Regions from separate parts of the Macaca mulatta genome. Here region 1 is linked to region 2. The links are chromatin contacts, called in public Hi-C maps. All regions are on one chromosome and are shown on one strand. Each heading gives the region's core, a stretch centred on a gene start, on an enhancer-like site or on the middle of the called end of the contact. The rest is flanking DNA. Distances are from core to core; before and after follow the strand shown.

Region 1 (3,903 bases), core at 1,164-3,663, 95 kb after region 2:
ATGCCTGTAATCCCAACACTTTGGGAAGCCAAGGCGGGCGGATCATGAAGTCAGGAGATGGAGACCATCCTGGCTAACACAGTGAAACCCCGTCTCTACTAAAAAATAGAAAAAATTAGCCGGGCGTGGTGGCAGGTGCCTGTAGTCCCAGCTGCTCAGGAGGCTGAGGCAGGAGAATGGCATGAACCTGGGAGGCGGAGCTTGCAATGAGCCAAGATCGCACCACTGCACTCCAGCCTGGGCAACAGTGAGACTCAAAAAAAAAAAAAAAAGGTGGCCAAGCGCAGTGGCTCATGCCTATAATCCCAGCACTTTGGGAGGCCAAGGCAGGTGGATCACCTGAGGTCAGGAGTTCGAGACCAGCCTGGCCAACAAGGTGAAACCCTGTCTGTACTAAAAATACAAAAAAAATTAGCCAGGTGTGGTGGCAAGCACCTGTAATCCCAGCTACCCGGGTGGCTGAGGCAGGAGAATCGCTTGAACCCGGAAGGAGGCCGAGATTGCAGTGAGCCAAGATTGCGCCATTGCACTCCAGTCCAGCCTGGGCAACAAGGGTGAAACTCCATCTCAAAAAAAAAAAAAAAAAAAAAAAAACAGAGGTAGCCAGGAGTGGTGGCTCACACCCGTAATCCCAGCACTTTGGGAGGCTAAGGCAAGAGGATTACTTGAGCCCAGGAGTTTGAGACCAGCATGAACAACATAATGAGACCCTGTCTCTATTTAAAAAAAAAAAAGAGGTAAGACCTTCACAGAATAAGTAAGTTAACTAGTCAAGAGATAAATAACAACCAAAAAAAAAAAAAAGCTATCTCAAGAGGGTATGTGTTTATGAACCAAAAGCCAGCTTGGATAAAAGTAGGGACAAGTTCCTGCCTCTGTATCAGATGGTCTGCCGCTGATGGCACCTCTGAGTACCCACCAGCACCACTGGGAAAGCGGGAGTTGCTGTGCTCAGTCCCTTCCTTGGAGGCTGCCTTCCCTACCTTGTGAGTATCCCAGTTCTGGAGCTTTGTGGTTATTGGCCTCCCAACAGAGGCTCCCTTCTTCCCTCACCTTCAGGTGGCTGCCGAGTAATGGAGCAGAAGGAGGTTCCCAATGGGCTCAGGGATGAAGCTTGTGGCAAGGAAACTCCAGCTGGCTATGCTGGCCTGTGCCAGTGAGTGTCAGCAGGACATGGGCATGGTGTTGGGCGGTGGGTAGAAGTGGTGAGGGCATGCCCAGGCAGTAAAGTGGGTCCCTGGGAGCAGTAGGTCTCGCAGTGGGTAGAAGGGAGGAGGCTTTCTGGGCAAGGGCATGGATAGATAGTAGCATGCAGTGTGGGCACAGGCAGGGGTTGTTAATCTTGTTCGTCTAAGTGTCTCAGAGCCCAGCTATGTTGACACACTCAGTTAATATTAGTCAACAGAACAAATATTCTGCTCCCTTTTCTCCCCAGGGCACACTACAAAGAGTATCTTGTGAGCCTCATCAATGCCCACTCTCTGGACCCAGCCACCCTGTATGAGGTGGAAGAACTGGAGACGGCCACTGAGCGCTACCTACACGTACGCCCCCAGCCTTTGGCTGGAGAGGATCCCCCTGCCTACCAGGCCCGCTTGTTACAGGTATAGCCTCCACCCAGCCTCACCTCTGACCCCACCCTACAGAAGTCACCTGGTGCAGGCTGTGTCTGAGCTCCAGGCTCCTAATATCATTACCTTCTCTCTCCTGCAGAAGCTGACAGAAGAGGTACCCTTGGGACAGAGTATCCCCCGCAGGAGGAAGTAGCTGAGAGTAAGGGTCCCGATGAGGGTCCCATGGCCTACTCCCTCAGGAACAGCTCCAGCACCAATAAAGAGGCATCTTACCACCCAGGCTTCTTGGTGGTCCTTCTTCCTGGTGCCACCATCTAGGGGTACCAGGGAAAGAGTGGGGTGAACAGAGCTTTGCTGAAAAGGGCCCCCTGCAACCTAGTGCCTGACCCTCCCTGGACTCAGGACCAGGAAGGAGTTGACACCCTGGATGGTCAAGGGAGGCCCTCCCCATCCAGCCACGTGGCCTGGGCTCCCTCCCTCCCTGCCTCCTTTCTTCCTTTCATCGAATTCGACTGGTATTTGAAGTCACCCAGTATGTATCAGGTGGGCACTGTAGGGGAACACAGATGCACAGGTGTACACAGCAATCCAGAGGTCCCAAGCCTGACTCCAGGAAACTGGCCTCCCTGGGGAAGCCGCAGTGTCACCCAGAGAAGGTCAGATACAAGCAAGAGTATCTGAGGGAGGAAGGGGAATGAGCCAGGATGGAGCTGAGCCGGTAGAGCAGGACCCCCTGCTGCGACAGTGGCATCCTGATAGTGAGATGCTTAGATGCTGCTGCCCCCTGGTGGCCACCAGTTCCCTGCAACTCTGAGACCACGTGATTTCTGGGAAAAGGCCCTCCCTGGAGGAGAACTGAAACTTAGGGTGGGGACTGTAGAAAGGGGTGGAGAGATCAGCCGCCCAGCCAGGAGTTAAGCTGAGGTCGTCTGAGCCCTGCAACAGCCTGGACAGCAACTCAGGTAAGATCAGCCAAGAATGGGAGTCATCCTGGGATCTAGGGCTAGAAAGTCCAGCCAGATTGGGGGTAGGGGGTTCTAGGGGTCCCTCTGCTAGACTGCGGGATAGACAGAAGACCTCTAAGTCAGGAAGTGGGAGATTCAGCCTGAGAATGAGACTGACAAAGGCCAGCACCTCAGACTCTTGTAGGCAAAGGTCAGAAGGACCTCCTGCTGGATTGTTCAGGGAAGAAGGCTCATTGCCCCAGCCTCAGTGGACCATTTGTTTCCTTGCCGTCTGGCCCTGCCCACTTGTGCTGCAGCTCCACCCCCACCCCTGCTTCCTGCCCCACCTACTCCTGGGGATGGCAGAGGGGTGGGGGTCAGAGGCTAGGTTGTGTAGGCTGTGGGGCAGTGGGTGAAGGGCCTGATGCATCTCAGCAGAGCCTGCCTCTGCTGATGCTCGGGAATCTAGACAGGGCCTCTCACCAGGAATGATCACCAAAGGAATTACTTCCTAAACAATACATTTCTGAAAAGTCCTAAAATTAAGACCAATGCCCAAGGTTTCCTTCCAGGTATCACAGCTTAGAATGCTAAAAACAATGTTTGGGTTTTTGTTTTGTTTTTGTTTTTTGTCATTGCTAGTGATGGCAGAAAGGAAACAATTCTGTCTCATAGAGTGTTGAAATGTGTCTAGAGCTAAAAGAAAATGGATGGAATCTCTGGGACCTGTTGCCAGAATCTAGTCTCAATGGCCAGGGTCTCAGGAGATGTTCCCTCCCAAAGTGTCAGTTCTGACGCTTCCTGCTCCTCTTATCCCCCAGAATGGCATCAGGCAGGGCACGCTGTACCCGAAAACTCCGGAACTGGGTGGTGGAGCAAGTGGAGAGCGGGCAGTTCCCCGGAGTGTGCTGGGATGATACAGCTAAGACCATGTTCCGGATTCCCTGGAAGCATGCAGGCAAGCAGGACTTCCGAGAGGACCAGGATGCTGCCTTCTTCAAGGTGAAAGGGCTTGGAAACCACTGTTCCTCTGCGTGAGGGATGGTGTATACACTGGTACACTCACCCTCGAGCACTTGCGTCTACCTGGGTTTCAGACAAGGGAGACATTGGAGAGGAAAACTAGCTGCATCATTTGCAGAGTCCAGTACAAAATGAAAATGTGGAGGCCTTGTTCAAAAATTCTGGGGATTTTGGCCAGGCGCAGTGGCTCACGCCTGTAATCCCAGCACTCTGGGAGGCCAAGGTGGGTGGATCACGAGGTCAAGAGATCAAGACCATCCTGGCCAACATGGTGAAACCCCGTCTCTACTAAAAATACAAAAATTAGCTGGGCCTGGCGGCGCATGCCTGTAGTCCCAGCTACTCAGGAGGCTGAGGCAGGA
Region 2 (3,931 bases), core at 466-2,965:
GTGACAAGCTGGAACCTGATAGAAGACGGCCTCCTGACCCCACAGGTGCTGGTGGTGAGAGGGCAAGTCCCCCTTCCCACCTATCTGTCCAACATGACACCCCTCGAAGCCCCAACACCAGGTGGCTGGCTGTCCCTGCCCAGGAAACAGGGCTCCCTGGATTTGTCCCCAGCAGGAACCAGTGAGCCAGGAACAGACTGACAACTGCCACAACACCCTCCTCAGCCCTCGACATGTGCCTCACAAGGACTCAGACCCCTAGCCACCCCCAGTCCCCCAGGGCCTCCTGCCAGCTCCTGTCCTACAGGGGCAAGATGGCAGGACCAGGCATGGGGGAGCTGGAGACAGGGACTAGAACAGAGGGAGCCACCTGGAGAGATGGAGGCTGTCAATGCCTGCCTCGATGCCTCTCTCTGCAGAGAGCTTCTGGGTGGGGGCTTGTCTCCTCCCCCAGGAGGGTGGATCTCTGTCCCTCTATCCCCAGGGACTCTCTCCCCACTTGTATAGAATAAAAAAACAAAATCACTGCCTGCCTCGAGTCTCTGCTATCTTCCCCATTCACTGCCTCCACCTTCTGCTCCTTTGCCACAAACCCTCGGAGCTTGGCCACAGTGGAGAAAAGTGAGAAACATTCCACAGGGATAGACTTGGGCTTCTTAGAGGAGCAGGAGAAAAAAACAGAGAACTGTCGAGGGAAGGGGACTGATAAGTCCCCAAGTCAAGGTGGGTGTTATGCACAGGGTCAGGGCTGAGCTCCCTGGAGAAGGAACCAAAAGGACAGAAACCAACACCAATGTCTGTCCAGCTTTTGGGGGTGTAATGGGATTGGAAGCCCCAGTGTACCAGAGGGACACTGGGGAGCAGTGCGTGCCTGTGTGTGTGTGTGTGTGTGTGTGTGTGTGTACATGCGCATGCACACTAATGGGGGAATTACATGATGTTGTGTCGTCCTGGGGGCACCCTCACTAGTCAGAAATCTCAATAGCAGAGTGGCTTGCAGGTGAACAGAAGTCTCTGTGGCATGAGGTCAACAACTAAAGTCGCTGCCTCCCATGGTGTCCTAGCAAATACTGTCTTGGCATTCAAGATCCCACTCAAAAGGCCCTTTCTCTGTGAAGCCCTTCCTGATGGCTTCCCCACTCATCCATATCGCACCCTGCCTTAACGTGCTCTCACTGCATCCTGAGCAGGTCCGTAACATTGCACCTGTCACACTTAATTGCATATGTGTATTGGCTTATCCTCTCTCTGTCTCTCTGTTCCACATACATCTGCCTCCCCCAGGGGCAGAGGCTGTGTCTTAATCACCTGTGTAGCCCCAGCACCTGGCACAGTGCCTGACACCCAGGAGATGCTCAATAAATGGCTGCTACATTAATACATGAGCAGCTTAAGGGGATGGAGGGTGAAAGTAAATGCTCTTGCATACTCATGGCAGACCACAATGTGCCCAAACGTCTTCACATGTGGTTTGCAGCTCCCCAAGCAACTGCTTACTTCCCTTAATTACTAATTTCACCAGTAATGACTTGTTTTGTTTCCTTAAGATCTGTGCATGGCACAGCCCCTCCCACAAGGGTAAGGCCGTATAGGTTGAATCTCCGGGGGTGTTGGGTATATTGTGGCACCGGGAAGAAGCCTTGGGAGTCAGTCCTTCAGCACATGCCCTCATGTGACCAGGATATGAGGTTGGGTGTCCTTAAGCAATTATGTCCATTTCCTGTGTCTCCTTATAAAATGGTGGCTAGGGAACTGGACGTCATTCTCAAAGCTATGACGTTCAGCAAGGTACGTGATGGTTTTTAAGGAGCACGGGAAGATCTACATTCTGCTGTATTCCGGGTTAGTGTGAGTGAGTACATGTGTGACAAGGACAGCCCGGTGTTCCTGTCTATGTGACTGCAGATATCCTTAGCTAGTATAACAATGTTGAAAGTGATGTGAGAAGGGGTATGTTTCCCAATGTGTATCGGCCGGGGGCTGTAACTGTCATGGTGTCACAGTGAGTTTATGTACTGGCGCCTGTGTGTGTCAAGATATGTGTGAGCCTGTGAGTCGTGGGTGCATGTGTCGCCATCATTTCTCTGTGTGAATGTGTATGCATGCACCACTGCAATGTGCGCATCTCTGTAATTCTGGGTGTGGGTGTGGTGTGAAGGGGAAGATGTGTGTCACTGTGTCTGTAGGGGTCCTGCCTCTAAGCCACCCCTAGCCCGCCCTCTTCCCCTGGTTCTGTGGCTTCCTCCCAGGCTGTGGCCCTGCCCCTTCCCTCTTCTCCCTCCCAATCCATCCATGCGGGGGGAGCTGGTGCTGCGCCCCCCCCACCCCTCCCCATCCAGGCCCCATAAATAGCAGCAGAGCCGGAGTTGGAGCCAGCGCCAGCGGCTGGAGCAGCAAGGGAGTCAGGGCCAGGGCCAGAGAGCCGGAGAGAGGAGCCCCCGACCGAGAGCCCAGGTGAGCCCACCCTTCCTCCCCAGCCCAGCCCCAGCCCAGCCCAGCTTGGCCCAGTCTCCATAACAACGTATCCTGGAGCCCACAGAGAGATCCCAGCCCTGCCCAATCCCTTCACCACCACAAGCCCCTGCCTATCTCAGGGACCCCCCAAGAACTGGGAGACTTGTGGCTGGAAAGCAGAGATCTCCCTCCCCCAGCCCAGACCCTCCCTCACATATCCAGAAAGGCACACATTGTGGGGAGGTAGATACCCAGCCAGAGAAAGGTCCCAGTTCTGAGGGAGGTACAGGAACTGTCACACCCTCCTGGAAACGGACACACAACATGGGGGGACTGACACGGAAGGTGGGGCACTCAGACACACCAATGCACACTCATTCGGGGAAGCATGACATGAGATCAGACAGCCTCACCCTGAGATCTGTACAGACACAGATAGATGGACTGACCGGCCATGAACTCGGGCCGGCATACCCCTGCCTGCTTCAGCCCGAGGCTTGGTAGCACTGCTGGGGGAAGGTGGCATGCGTGCATCCCACGGGCAGCATGGAGGGAGCCACGACTCCCCAAAAATCCTGTCGCTAAGAGACAGTGCCAGTGCTGCCAAGAAGTGTGAAAACAGGGGAGGTGGGGAGGGATGTGAGGCTTGTCATAGTTGGAGCTCCTGCCAGGAGCCTGAAAGAGCTTTCAGTAGAGCCCTGGTCCTGCCTCCCAGCCCACACCCCTCCTTTTCCATCACCTAGCCAGTAGGGGAATGGGGGCAGGGGGTGGATAGGGATACCCCAGCAGGGGACTTTCCAACCTGTCTCCTGCCCACTGCAGACTCCACTTCTGAGACCCATCCTCTTCAGACCTCCAGGGGCCTCTTCACCCCCTGCCCCACCCCCTTGCCCTAGTTTAGCTCCCTCGTGCCAAGACTGAGTGCAGCGCTGGCTCCAACACCAGTCGGGAAATAGCAGAAGGTGCTGAGGCCGCAGAAAGTATAGATCAATCGATGGCCTAGGAGCCAAGACTGCCAGGAACATCCCCACCCCAACCCTTCAGCCCTCTCCAGCCCCATCCATGCATACCTAGGCCAGCAGCACAGGGCTTCTGTGCAGGAGTGGGAGGCTCAGGTCCACTGACCTCCCCTGCTCAGAGCTCTGGTGAAGCTGAGCAGAGGGCAGGGGAAGCAGGAGGTTCGTGAGGCCCCCGGGTCTAGGGAAGAAGGTTAAGGGGGGTGGGGCCCAGGGACCCCAGAGGGTAGACCCCTCTCTGCTGGCAGGTGTTCCCTTTCCAGGGTCAAGGACACCTGCTCTGTCCCCACAGTGACATGTCGGACCCTGAGATGGGATGGGTGCCTGAGCCCCCAACCATGACGCTGGGGGCCTCTCGGGTGGAGCTGCGGGTGTCCTGCCATGGCCTCCTGGACCGAGACACACTCACCAAACCCCATCCCTGCGTGCTGCTCAAGCTCTACTCTGATGAGCAGTGGGTG

What was found. Hi-C and Micro-C count contacts between places; a contact is called where the count stands out from the background.
Region 1: a contact with region 2 is called in a Hi-C map of fetal cortex germinal zone, with 2.2 times the contacts expected there. The contact joins the promoter of IRF9 here to the promoter of CPNE6 in region 2. A contact is called at or near these places in 4 of 14 Hi-C or Micro-C datasets (blood, fetal cortex germinal zone, fetal cortical plate and 1 more).

The regions. Positions count from the first base shown.
Region 1 is chr7:97,277,286-97,281,188 of T2T-MMU8v2.0, forward strand. IRF9 (interferon regulatory factor 9) reads left to right here and starts at 2,414. Exons shown (of 9, transcript NM_001260669.1): 1 at 2,414-2,536; 2 at 3,340-3,520. The coding sequence starts at 3,341. RNF31 (ring finger protein 31) reads left to right here. Exons shown (of 22, transcript XM_077940761.1): 20 at 1,060-1,156; 21 at 1,436-1,604; 22 at 1,714-1,853. The coding sequence ends at 1,767.
Region 2 is chr7:97,182,798-97,186,728 of T2T-MMU8v2.0, forward strand. CPNE6 (copine 6) reads left to right here and starts at 1,716. Exons shown (of 19, transcript XM_015143423.3): 1 at 1,716-1,822; 2 at 1,824-1,842; 3 at 2,340-2,454; 4 at 3,763-3,931. The coding sequence starts at 1,796. It overlaps CARMIL3 (capping protein regulator and myosin 1 linker 3), which reads left to right. Exons shown (of 40, transcript XR_013396131.1): 39 at 1-45; 40 at 176-526. It overlaps LOC144330191 (a long non-coding RNA gene), which reads right to left and starts at 2,965. Exons shown (of 3, transcript XR_013396138.1): 1 at 2,904-2,965.